Regions from separate parts of the Mus musculus genome. Here all the other regions are linked to region 1. The links are chromatin contacts, called in public Hi-C and HiChIP or PLAC-seq maps. All regions are on one chromosome and are shown on one strand. Each heading gives the region's core, a stretch centred on a gene start, on an enhancer-like site or on the middle of the called end of the contact. The rest is flanking DNA. Distances are from core to core; before and after follow the strand shown.

Region 1 (2,876 bases), core at 125-2,624:
TACAACATGAAACTGCTTTCCCGTATTACTCACCTAGATCTCCACCCTCCCACCACCCATCCAAAAAACATTCCAAACACTGACGATAACTTAAAGCTCACTCGAAGGCTGGAGATGTAATGATCTTAACAGTGGCACCCTCTTTGTATCACACATTGCAGTCCCAGGGCCCCTCCCCTTTCACTCCTGCAGCAGGTTAGCCCAGAGTGGCAGAGGCACTTGCGTTCTTTGGTAAACACTCTCTCACTCAAACTCTTCCTCATCAAAAGCCATTTAGAGCAATGGTTCTCAACCTGTGGGTCGCGACCCCCTGGGAGTCGCATATTAGATATTTATATTACTACGTAACCGTAGCAAAATTACAGTTATGAAGTACTTTTATACAAAATACTTTTATAATTAGGGGTTACCACAACATGAGGAGCTGCATAAAAGGGTCACAACATTAGGATGGCTGAGAACCACTAATTGGAGCAGGGGTACTAGCTCTGGGTATCCAACAGGCCAGAGCAATGGCAATAGAACCTAACACAGAGTACCCGAGGTGTCTGAGCCGGGTTATTGGAATCAAGTCCGGGATCTAGAACTGAGCGCAGAGTCCCGAAAGTGGTCAGAGCAGGGGTACTGGGATCAAACTCTGTAGGAAAGAGTGCGAGTACCGGAAGATTAGAGTTGTACTAGTACCAAGCGCCGGTACAGGGAAAGAAAGCGAGTGCGGGAAGCCGAGCAGCCGCAGCTGGGGTACTGGGACCAAGGGCTGGTACGGGGAAAGAGTGCGGATACTAGAGGGACTGAAGCCGGGATACTAAGCGCGAGCACAGGGAAGGAGTGAGGGGACCGGAGGGGCTGGAGCTACTGGGACAGAACGCGGGTGCCCCGAGTGCCTAAAGCGTGGTTACTGGGACCAAGCACGGGTACTGGTGAAGAATGGGCATTGGGGCCAAGCGCCAGGTACCCGAGGTGATGGGGTCGGGGCGAGATGGTGGAGCGGGGGTAATGGGACCGAAAGAGGCGTCCTGGCCCGACTCCCGGAGCCCAAGCTGAGCGGCTGGAACGGAGCCCTGCCTTGGTACCTTGCGTCCAGCGGCAGAAGATGGTGTCCGACAGTCCGGGACTGCTCTTGGTGCCCCACACCAGCTCCAGCAGCTCTTTGGTCACTTCGGACATGATGGGAACTGGACAAGAAGTGGGTCTTTGCTTCTCGGACTCCGGTCCCGGAACATAGGGAAGGGGAGGCTCGAGAAAAGGGCAGCGGGACGGCAGCGGTCGGACGCGAACGGGAGGTCGAGATGGGTGAGGGCAGCACACTGCCGGCACAGACCGCCTGTCAAGCCGGGCGAAGCGGCAACTAGGAGTTTCCCCTGCCGGAAGCGGCCTGACTTCCGGCTTCCTTTAGCCCCGCCCCCGCGGAGGGCTGGGAGAAAAAAAAAAAATCTCTTCCCCGGAAGCAGAAGTGGAGAGAGAGTCTCTAAACGCTAGGAGACTTTGGCTTTTTTTGGGAGCTGTCCTGTTTGGGGATAGTTGGACTATTGACTTTTGCACTGCCCTACCAGGGGGCTGAGACCTCCTCTCCTGGACTCTGCTCTACTTTTTTTCTTAACCTTTTTTAAAAAATTGATTTCTGCTCTACTTTTGTAGCAGGCTTTGAGGCTTTTGCTGTTACCTGGTCCTTGAAATCTAGAATATTATGTAAGCTAGAATTATAAGAGGATGGGCTATACCCTTGAGTTGAAAGTTGCCTTCCTCAGTCTCTTGATAAACCTTAAAAAAAAAAAAATCCAACCAAGTCATTAGCTAGTTACACCTGTAAATGCATTTGTGTATTTAAAATACCTCTACAGGTATAACACATTACAAAGCTAACTGGGGCTAAGCTGACCTAAACCAACCAATTGATAAATAGCACAGATTTCATATCGAAATTTTAAGGCCCCTATGTTGGCAGTACTTGGGATTAAAGACCCAGGTTTTATTCAAGGATTAACATTCCATTATACTTAGTATGAAAACTATTTGTGGCATTTAAAAAAGAATTTTCATTGGTTGGCTTTGACAATTAGGAATGGAAAGGGCAAATGTGCATTATAAAAGTTTGTGGACATTGGGGTGTTTGTTTGCTTATTTGTTTCTGGAATGCAGTATTTCATACTTATTTGGAAGTCGGACTCTGAGTCATGAAAACCCCAGACTCTTCCATGCTGAATATCAAGTTAGCTTCACTCCACCTTTGATTGTTGTTCCCTAAATTAGTAATTGCCATACACTTATCACCATTACACATATTGTGAGGTATAAAAGAAAAAAAATGTGTAAAAGGATCCAGGTCCTTTCTGGCATATGGAATATATTCACAAAACAAGGGATATTTTATTCATTAAGATATTTTGTGGCAATTTGATGCAACACCAATGACTCACATTTTAGGCACCTTGCTATTTAATATAGTAATTTTTCAAGACACATAGTTTGCTGATTTCAAAATACAGATATCTTATCTTGTTCCACGTTAACTAGTTAAGATAAATGAACTCATTTTAAATCACCCAGTTTGAAAACAAGGGTTTCCTAATGTATAGTTTTTTTAAAGCATTCTTCCCTGTAGTACCAGGGGATTGCTAAAAATACCTGTTGTGACCACGGCCTTCCTCATGAGTTTTTAAAAATGTCTCTTGTATTCTCTATATTATTTTTTAAAAAATTACATTCATGCCAGGCATGATGGCACACACCTTTAATCCCAGCACTTAGGAGGCAGAGGCAGATGGATTTCTGAGTTCAAGACCAGCCTGGTCTACAAAGTGAGTTCCAGGGCAGCCAGGGCTATACAGAGAAACCCTGTCTCAAAAAAAAAAAAAAAAATTACATTTATTTATTTG
Region 2 (2,876 bases), core at 267-2,766, 500 kb after region 1:
GTGTGAGCAATGAACAGTGGTAGCCAGCCCTGAAATCACGCCAGAAGCCTCCCTCGACCCATCTATTCATTATATCATCCCAGTGTGAGCCCCACTCATGGGAACAATATTCAAGTCTCCCAGGACGCAAAGGCAAGACTTACTCATGGGAGGGCATTCTGCTCTTCCTAACTTCCACATTTATTCTCCCCCTCTCTTAGTTTGAGACCCTATGTTTATTCTAGGATTTACCTAGCTAAATTTTTCTCAATATCTGCCCCTTACTAACCCCCTTATCAAGGGCTTCTCCTACTGTAGCATTGCTTAAAAAGAGAAGTAATCGAGGAAAGAAAGAGAAGGGAACTGTGTAACTTTCCTTCTTTCTTTCCTTCTGACTTAAATAAAAGTATTTTCTGCCTTCCAATCAAAGCTCCCTAAGAAGATATGGTACCATGGTTGATATAAACTAAACTGCAGTTTAGTCCTGGCCTAGAACTTGAAGAGCCTTCTCTAAGTCTGTTTCCTTGTCTGTAATCAGAGAAAAACTGCCTGCAGACTGGCTTCGCAGATAAAGGTGATTTGCCCATCTGAATTCCATCCCAGAACCCATATAGTGAAAGAAATTCCGAGGAAAACCGTTTTCACCTACACACAATACAATGTAACAACCTTTAAACAAGTAAAACTCTATTTTTAAACGTTAAGCAGAAACAGGTTGGTTTCCAAGTGTAACAGAACTGCCTTCATAAGCCATTGATTCTTAGCTCTAAACCTGTCTTCCTTAGAAATGACTGCTCTAAGTTCTTCCTCTTCCTCGGATTTCAGATTAAAATGAAATGGGAGTTCAATGCAGACAGGTAAGACTTTGTATGGTGACAGCGGCTCCTAAGACCATGATTTGCAGACTAGTGCATATTGACTGAGCTTGGTTCAGTGATGCCAAGTAGTAGGGCTGCTTCATGTGGTCTAGTACAGCACTCAAGTTTTAAATGCAGCAAGCAGGTCCAGGAAAACGAAAAAAAAAAACCAAAACAAAACAATCAACAAAAGAGAGAAAGCCAGAATTCCCTGTGTTAATCATAGGGATACAAAACGCAGCATGACATCAAATTGGCAGTGCTTGTCTTGGAGGACACAGGAAAAAAAAATTACTCAAGGAGTCTGTAATTGAGACCTGGGCAAAATCCAGTAGCTTACTTTCTCCTTGGGGATTTCACATCAGCTGAGCCAAAGAGAAATGGGATAATTAGGATGTAGACTGGGTGGGCTCTTAACTCAGCCTCTGAGAGCAGTTTAGCTGCAAACTTCAGGCTTGCTCCTGAGTAGGGCCTCCAGCTGGTGGGAGTTCAGCCTGGACTTAAAATCCTCCCTGTCAGAGCAGAAACCTAATGGGCGGGGTTTCAGAGCTGGCGCGGGCTCACAGGGAGTGGTTTTAAATCTGAGTGGGAGTGACTTAGGGTCAGTGGGCGGGGAAAAGGCTAGTGGACATGCAAAGTGGGAGGATCGGAGGGAGGGGACGGCGGCAGGGTGAGGCGATGATGCGGTGGGGGTGGGGGTGGAAGAGAGAGACAACTTCCCAAAGGGAGGGGAAGCCGACCTAGCTCAAGTCAAGTTCCCAGGGGGAGAAGGCGGCGCACAGCGCGGAATGAAGGAAGCCCCGGAGCTGGTTAAGTAGCTGTGGACCTGGTAGGAAAGGTGAGGACTTAGGCCTGGAACTCAGGGCTTGTCCTGCAAGCAGCCACGTGGAGCGGCACCCTGGGAAAGGGGAAGCGGCCCTGCCACCTTTCTCTGGAGGTCCCGGAGTTGCAAAGACCATGGGGCCTGGCTTCAGGAGCCTTGGAGAACTGACTTGGGCTCAGAGGGCGCTGACCTTCCCCCAACCTCAGGTCTCCCAAAGTCTGATTTGAAAGCTCGAGGCCCTGAGCAGGTCCCGTGCTGTACTTGCTCGGTTCTGTCTGACTGCTGAACTCTAGGGACCTGTTGCAGTAGCTTTGCTCTCCCTACATGGGCTGAAATGGAAGGTGGAGGCATCTGTTCCCTGCTCCGGTTTCTTTAACAAACTTCAACAGCAGAATCCACTTTCTCCTGGATTGTTTACCTTCTTGTAGCTGTATTGCAACACTTAAATGTGACTCCTTAGATATCTGAGCAAAGTTTATACGCCCTGATTCTGAGTGGTGGCTGTAAAGATGCCTTAGATATAGTGATACCTGCCAGGGCAGACATCTTCAAATCTCCTCCGACATGGAGTGACTAACAAGCGTTTACTTTTTGTACTCAAGGATACTGCTTTCGTTGCGACAAAGAAAGAATGAGTGGTCCCGGGGACTAGACAACCACTTGGACCATTCCATTTTAGTTTACATAGACAGAAGGGATGGATGGATGTCCAACAGTATCCTTGAGGCCTGGTGCCATTCTATAAATAATGAATTCACGCCAAAAAAAAAAAAAAAAGAAAGAAAAGAAAAAGGAAAGGGAAGAAGAGAGGAGACAAGGAGGGAGAGGGGGAAAGAGAGAGAGAAAGAGAGAGAATCGCAGTGCGCACCGAAAAGAAAAAGATCAGACTATTTCTGACTATCAATCAGTCAGATGACAATTTTCAAAAGGATAATTTGAACACCAGATTCTGCTAGTGTGTCTTTATGAAATTATGATTTTATTTATGGAGGCTGGATGTTACTTTAAAATTATCAAAGTAACTGAAACATAGTATATGTAGTTTTGGAGTCAAAGAGGAAACAGATTTTATTTCTGTTCCTGGTTCCTGAATCCTAGGGATGTCCAAGTACTTATTTTTTGAAATTTACCTAAACTCTAAAGTCTAATTAATTACACAGCCTTGCCAGATAGCTTCATGGTATGGATGAGCAAAATCCTATACAGAATGTTCAAGC
Region 3 (2,876 bases), core at 253-2,752, 400 kb before region 1:
CCAGGGCTAGTTTGCCCCAAGGATCATCTTGTCTTTACCTTCTTAGCACCAGCATTACACTCACCTATCACAAAGCCTGACCTTATATAAGTTCTGGGAATGGAACTCAGGTGCCCGTTCTTGATCAGTATGGATATTTCTTGATCAGTATGATATTTCTCCACCAATTACATAGCAGTGAGAAGCCTTCCTCGCTTGTCTACCATTACATTCTTAGAAGGTTTTTATATTTTAATTTTAAAGTTGTTGATTTGTCATATTTTAAAATAGTTACTACAAAATGTCAATTAATTGTTTTAAATTATTTTATTAAAATAAGATTTTAAAAGTCAACAATAATACCATTTGTTAGAACAAGGCATGATAATGTATACTTATAGCCCCAGCTCTTGGGAGGCTGAAGTGTGAGGATTGAGAGTTGGTGGCCACCCTGGGCCACATAAAGAGGTCAAGACCAGCTTGGGATAGAGAGGTCTTATCTCAAAGAAATGAAATAAAGTACTAGTTGGACTGAGCAGTGGTCCAGCTCTATGTACTATGGGTTACCACCACTGTGGAAAAGTATTAGTTAGGCTAGAGTGATTGGTCAGAGAGCACCAGGGGTCAGCTTGTCCATCTCACCAGCACTGGGGTTATTATTCCAGGTCACATGCCTGACTTTTTTTGTGATTTCTTAAATGTGGATTCTTTTAGTAGACATGAAATTTTTGAGTGGACGTAGATAATTTTTATTGGTTTCTTTATATGTATTTCCTTTTTTTAAAAACCCTGTTACTTAAAAATAGAATTTAAAATTCTTTTTAAAATGCACATATTACACATCCTAGGTTGTGTACAACGACTCTCTGAAGAAGCCTGAGGGGAAGGGAAAACTTTGTCTTGCCTCAGATACAGAGCATAGAAAGTCCTTCTGACACTTGTTTCCCCATGGTAGACTTAGCTGCCCAGCTTATCAAAGTAAGGGGCTTGCAACTTAGAAAACCTTGGCATGCGGTACCTCTGCAGAGTGTGAGAAATTCTGCAGTCAACTAAACAGGGCATTAGGAATCTCAGTGGCTCTGCAAAGATCACTTTGGGTGACATTTTGCGCCTTTGTTTTGGGGCCGAGGTGTGATAAGGAAATACTGTCTAGTTGATGAGATTTAGTTTCTCAAGAAGAAACAGGGATCTCCAAGTTAGAGATTTATGTCCAGTGTTTAGTACATTTCCAGCAGGCAACACTAGACTCTGGTCATAAATCTCAACGAACATGGCTTCCTTCCTTCTGTTAGCAGGCCAGCCTCATTCAATCACGACTAAGAGGTGGGAAGCGATCCTAAGTCTTTACTCTCCCCTTTTTCTGTGTCACCCCTTCTTGTGAGTCACATTGTCTGGAAGACCGCAGCTGACAATGTGTGTTTTCCCTTGCTTAGCAGTGACTTCCCTTTGATCTCAACCCTTGACTTGCTGGCAGCCAGCCACATCCTGGAAGGAAGAAGGGGGCCGGAGTGAGGGGAGGTCATATTTATTTTAAAGGAAGTTGAAGGAGCATCTTCAGCAGATGAGCGAGTAAGTCATGGAGCAGAGAGGGTCAGAAGTGTATAAAGTGGAAGACATCAAGACATGCTTGAAAGGATTGAAAATCCCAAAGCATCATCAAGCCCTGGGGCCCGAAACGATATCAGGCAGCATTCACAGCCTGCTAGGAGATTCTGTGACAGCCAGGGCAAGGGTGGCCAGAAATCAAAGGAGTTGGCTTTCCTCCTGGTGCTGTTTCCTAGTCCCCTGTCTTCCCAGTGTTATGATAACTGAATTCTCCTGTGATACTTCCTAGTGCCAACACCAACAGAGTGTAGCAGGGAGACGCTGTAGATAGGGCAGTGTCCCAAACAGCTGCCTTGTGTCTTGTTTTGAGAGCATAACCTTATGAAGACCATTGGGAAAGTATCTGCCTGTCTCCGGGAGTGAAGTGTCACTGTAAGCCTTTTTTTCTTTCTAGAAAGTGGAACTGAAGTCATCTACGTGTGCACTCAAAGTTCCTGCTCTGGCCATCGGTGAGCCATCTGTTCATTAGAGGATGAATCAGGTCAGGCTGCTAAGCTTGTTGCCTCTGTGACATAGCCATCAAACCACAATTGCCAGACTCTGGGGGTCTTCTTTGGAGGGTGCTTGTTGCCATGGGGATATACTGTGCAGGCTTGATGCATCCATCCCAAGCTAGACCTTAGACTCAGTGCTGATAGGCTTTCTAAGATCCTTATTCTTAGACATAATAAATATGTAAAACCCTAGGATATTTTATGTACCTCACATAAATATATAAAACATCATAGTATTTCATGAGCTTCCTGTAAATATATTGTTTGCTCTCAAGTGTCTTACAGTGTGGGATCAAATTAAGAAGCAAATGTCTACAACAGTTTTCTTAACAGTGTTAGTTCCATTTCCTTTTTCAATAGTGTATATTTACTCCTAACTATAAATTACTAGATAATATAAAGAAAATAATAAATACCTCCACTCCCCAACTTTCCAGACAGAAAATCCTAAAATACATATATAAAATCATTACGCTTAGATTTTCAGTATAGTTGTGCGTGCTATCTTTCTTAAGAACCTTATAATGCTTTCAAATTCTTATTTAATTTTAGCTTAACTATTACATCAAGTCTGGAAGAATATCTGCAACATTCTAGTAGGTGAACTGGTATTTTCTATACTGGTGCCCGGTGCATTATTTAAAGTCAGATGTGATTTACATCTGGTCTACCATATTTGCCCATACACATGCATTTCTCCTACATTCTTGTCCGTCTTTCCTGTCCTTTCTCTTCTGGTTCATGGTTACTTAGCAACCAGAACTCTCAAGCTGGTTGCAGTGGCTCTCCATTCCCTGG
Region 4 (2,876 bases), core at 196-2,695, 370 kb before region 1:
TAGAAGTGATGAAGTGGTTGGTGCAATAACTCCACTCCTATTTTGTGTGCCACTGGGCCTCTTGGGCTCATTGCATTGTTCAGGTTAGAGAATTTAGCTTTAGTGATTTCTCGGGGATGCAGGTAGCTTCATACAAGGTTCACCTACAAAGTCATCATTCCTTTCTGAAGTTGTCTCTGGAGATATCAAAGCTTTTGGGAGACATCTCTAGGGTACACAGTAAGATGTGTCTAAACCCTCAAATGTGGCGGGGTGGTGGGCTGCTCTTGTTTCTCTTCTGTCACTCAGGGATTACTCAAGTCTTCAAGGACTGACCTGCTTCATTGTGATTTTGGTCACTAGCTCTAGGACAATTAATTATGTCTTCCATTACATCTCATTGCTTGATTTCTTCCATTTTAGGACATCTGCAGTGGAGTTTAGATTTAGAAAGCATGCTTTTAGATGGAAGGGTTTGTATCTATACCAAGAAGGACAGAATTCCTTACCTCTTAGCAGGGCTATTTGTAAGCTAAGATTAAACTTGATGAACAATTGTTGAAGGCTTAGTTTCAACACACTATGTAAATCCCAGACCTTGCCTGAATGCTGCATGAACCCTGTGGATAGCCACAAGAGATTTACATTTAGGGATGGGGATATCTGTCTCTCAAAGTGGCTGCCTCTTAGTTGGAACAGGAAGCTGGGGAACCCGTGGTCTTGCAGCCTTTAAGGGTGACTGGAAAAACTCAACTGAGTTCAGCAGACTAAGGTATCATTCCATTTCTCTATGCAGATGGCTAGAAAGCAGTCCCTCCTCACTCCAGGCATCTCTATCCAGGCTGTGTCTGGTTGTATGGTTGTTTATTTTGGAAGTGTCACAATAAATAACTGGAGAGAGGATATTAGAGAAAGTCTTCTTGGGAAAGGTCACAAATTCTTTGGGGACATAAAGCCTCCTGCATGTGGTCACTAATAAGAGGAAATCGCTATAGATAATATTTGCTTTTTCTACATTCCCCAAGGACAGTAAAATAGAAACAGGAACAAGCAGTAGAAAAAAAAAATCTGTTATTTGTTTGTCTAGAAAAGCCTTCTATTTTAGTCATTTCTGCTAAAGCAGGGACTGGACTCTGAGCTGATGTGGTGCCCTGATAGTTGTTGGCCAGATCTACTGGATAGCTTGGGAATCACAGTTACAGCAGGAGGAGTGAGGTCTTCTCTTGTCCCACCAGGCCTGGGCCAGTGCTTTGTGAGATGTGGCATTGGGCCTCTGGTTCTTCCTGTTGGCTACAACCCGAGAATTCCTAGTATAGCGTTTGGAGACAGCTTTGCTGCCTTAGGCAAGGAAACAGGAGGAAGAGTTAAAAAAATCAAATGGCAGAAAACAATGGCAGGTACTGTTTGCACATATTCAGGGGCTCTCCGAATCACTCTGTGCATCTCTCTATAAGGGTTTTGGCTCAGTTACTCACGCAAACCTCCACAAGGACCATGAGTCAGTGCCAAAGCTTACATCACCAGGAAGATAAAATAAGACGTGTGCGTGTGTGTGTGTGTGTGTGTGTGTGTGTGTGTGTGTGTGTGTGTAGCTTAGGGGACAAAAGGAGGCGCCAGCCACATCTGGGGCAGTGACCCTCCCCAGGATTCTGCCCTATGTCCAGAGGTGGAAAGGACCCCCCAAGGAGTTCCTGGATCAGCAAAGGTCATCAAAGAGAGGGCCTTCTTCCAGGGAGAGTTGTTTATTTTTCTTCCTGAATTTTTTGAAATTTCCACTTAGAAATTCTGAATTTGTATTTGCAGGCCCACCTTCCTTTAGCTTGCAGCAGAGAGATCCTTCATAGTCCAGCAGGGGAACATTTGGATTTCAAACATCTTTAACAAGGATGAGGTCGGCAGAAGAGTCAGCAACCAGGCTGACTCACTGCTACTTTCAAAGGAGTTATTGAGGTGGAGAAAGACTGACAAACCTCCCGTGGAATAGGGACAGAAACCCAAGAGAGAGTTAAAAACAGCGTGAAAAGGTTCCCTAGCCATTGGGGAGGAGGGTCACATTGAAAAGAAAGGGATTAATTATACTTGAAATCTCACAGGAAACTTTTTCTTTTATAGAGGACAAAAATGAAGTATGAAGTTTATAATCTGTACTGAAGTATGTACCAGGTCAGGTGCTGAAGATGCACACATGGCTGGAGGCAGGGGAGAAACTGGGACAAATTTAACAGAAATTGAAGCAAGAAGTCCCCCAACCCATCTTCATCTCTCTCTCTCCTTCTCTTTCTGTCTCTGAATGTCTCTCCCCCTTTTTTCTGTCTTTCTCTCCCACCTCTCCCCATCTGTGTGTGTGTTTATGTCTCTGTCTGTCTGCATCTCTCTCTCTCTCTCTCTTTCTCTCTCTCTCTCTCTTTCTCTCTCTCTCTCTCTCAATATGTGTGTCTAAAAGCATCAAAGCATTGCCCTTTTGGACTAGAAAAGAAAGTACATGCCTGGTGTTCAGACCAGCTGAGGGCCTGTCACCAGGGAGTCCTCTACATCTCTCCAGCCACAGTTGTGTTTCACAGAAGGGCCACCAGGCTAGGATAGTCTGAGTCCTGGAAAAAGTAGACACTAAGATGAGTTTGACAGGTGAAGATGAGGCCGATGATATGAGCATATCCATGTAGAGGGATACCTCTGAAGAAGGATATGGTCTGGGAGCCAGGACAGGCTGAGAGCAATCATACTACTGCAGACTCTAACCCAGGGAGCACCACGGGAAGAAAGGTTGGAGGAAGCCATCATGCACTCAGGGAAGTTTCAGCAACTGAAATGTACTGGGTCACTGGGGAGACTCTGGATAAAGGAGGGGCCCATATCTCAGAGAGGCATCAGGTCTCCTCAGTGTACCCTGTATGTCT

What was found. Hi-C and Micro-C count contacts between places; a contact is called where the count stands out from the background. HiChIP or PLAC-seq counts read pairs in DNA pulled down with a chosen protein or histone mark.
Region 2: an H3K27ac HiChIP or PLAC-seq map of extraembryonic endoderm stem cells shows a contact between it and region 1, with 4 times the contacts expected there. The contact joins the promoter of Pter here to the promoter of Mindy3 in region 1. A contact is called at or near these places in 2 of 39 promoter capture datasets (cranial neural crest and liver), 1 of 15 datasets of contacts at CTCF or cohesin (the NIH/3T3 cell line) and 1 of 115 datasets of contacts at active chromatin or transcription factors (extraembryonic endoderm stem cells).
Region 3: a contact with region 1 is called in an H3K4me3 HiChIP or PLAC-seq map of bone marrow-derived macrophages, with 3 times the contacts expected there. The contact joins the enhancer-like site here to the promoter of Mindy3 in region 1. A contact is called at or near these places in 6 of 39 promoter capture datasets (the 3T3-L1 cell line, 3T3-L1-derived adipocytes, cranial neural crest and 3 more), 1 of 484 Hi-C or Micro-C datasets (bone marrow-derived macrophages), 11 of 115 datasets of contacts at active chromatin or transcription factors (bone marrow-derived macrophages, cardiomyocytes, embryonic forebrain and 6 more) and 2 of 9 other capture datasets (adipose tissue and liver).
Region 4: a Hi-C map of bone marrow-derived macrophages shows a contact between it and region 1, with 20 read pairs. The contact joins the enhancer-like site here to the promoter of Mindy3 in region 1. A contact is called at or near these places in 3 of 39 promoter capture datasets (the 3T3-L1 cell line and frontonasal cranial neural crest), 2 of 484 Hi-C or Micro-C datasets (bone marrow-derived macrophages and cortical neurons), 4 of 115 datasets of contacts at active chromatin or transcription factors (bone marrow-derived macrophages, embryonic midbrain, embryonic stem cells and 1 more) and 1 of 9 other capture datasets (pancreatic islet).

Annotation. Positions count from the first base shown.
Region 1 is chr2:12,418,086-12,420,961 of GRCm38.p6, forward strand. It overlaps Mindy3 (MINDY lysine 48 deubiquitinase 3), which reads right to left and starts at 1,375. Exons shown (of 15, transcript NM_024185.4): 1 at 1,074-1,375. The coding sequence starts at 1,167.
Region 2 is chr2:12,922,525-12,925,400 of GRCm38.p6, forward strand. It overlaps Pter (phosphotriesterase related), which reads left to right and starts at 1,517. Exons shown (of 6, transcript NM_001305437.1): 1 at 1,517-1,674.
Region 3 is chr2:12,022,164-12,025,039 of GRCm38.p6, forward strand. No RefSeq gene overlaps it. Among named protein-coding and RNA genes, the nearest start is that of Gm34768, 120 kb to the left of the region's middle. Within about 2 kb of position 1,503, at least 22 of the 459 cell types and tissues checked have an H3K27ac peak or open chromatin away from gene starts, as enhancers often do. A contact at or near this core is called in adipose tissue, bone marrow-derived macrophages and liver, where this site is marked.
Region 4 is chr2:12,052,441-12,055,316 of GRCm38.p6, forward strand. No RefSeq gene overlaps it. Among named protein-coding and RNA genes, the nearest start is that of Gm34768, 150 kb to the left of the region's middle. Within about 2 kb of position 1,446, at least 46 of the 459 cell types and tissues checked have an H3K27ac peak or open chromatin away from gene starts, as enhancers often do. A contact at or near this core is called in bone marrow-derived macrophages, where this site is marked.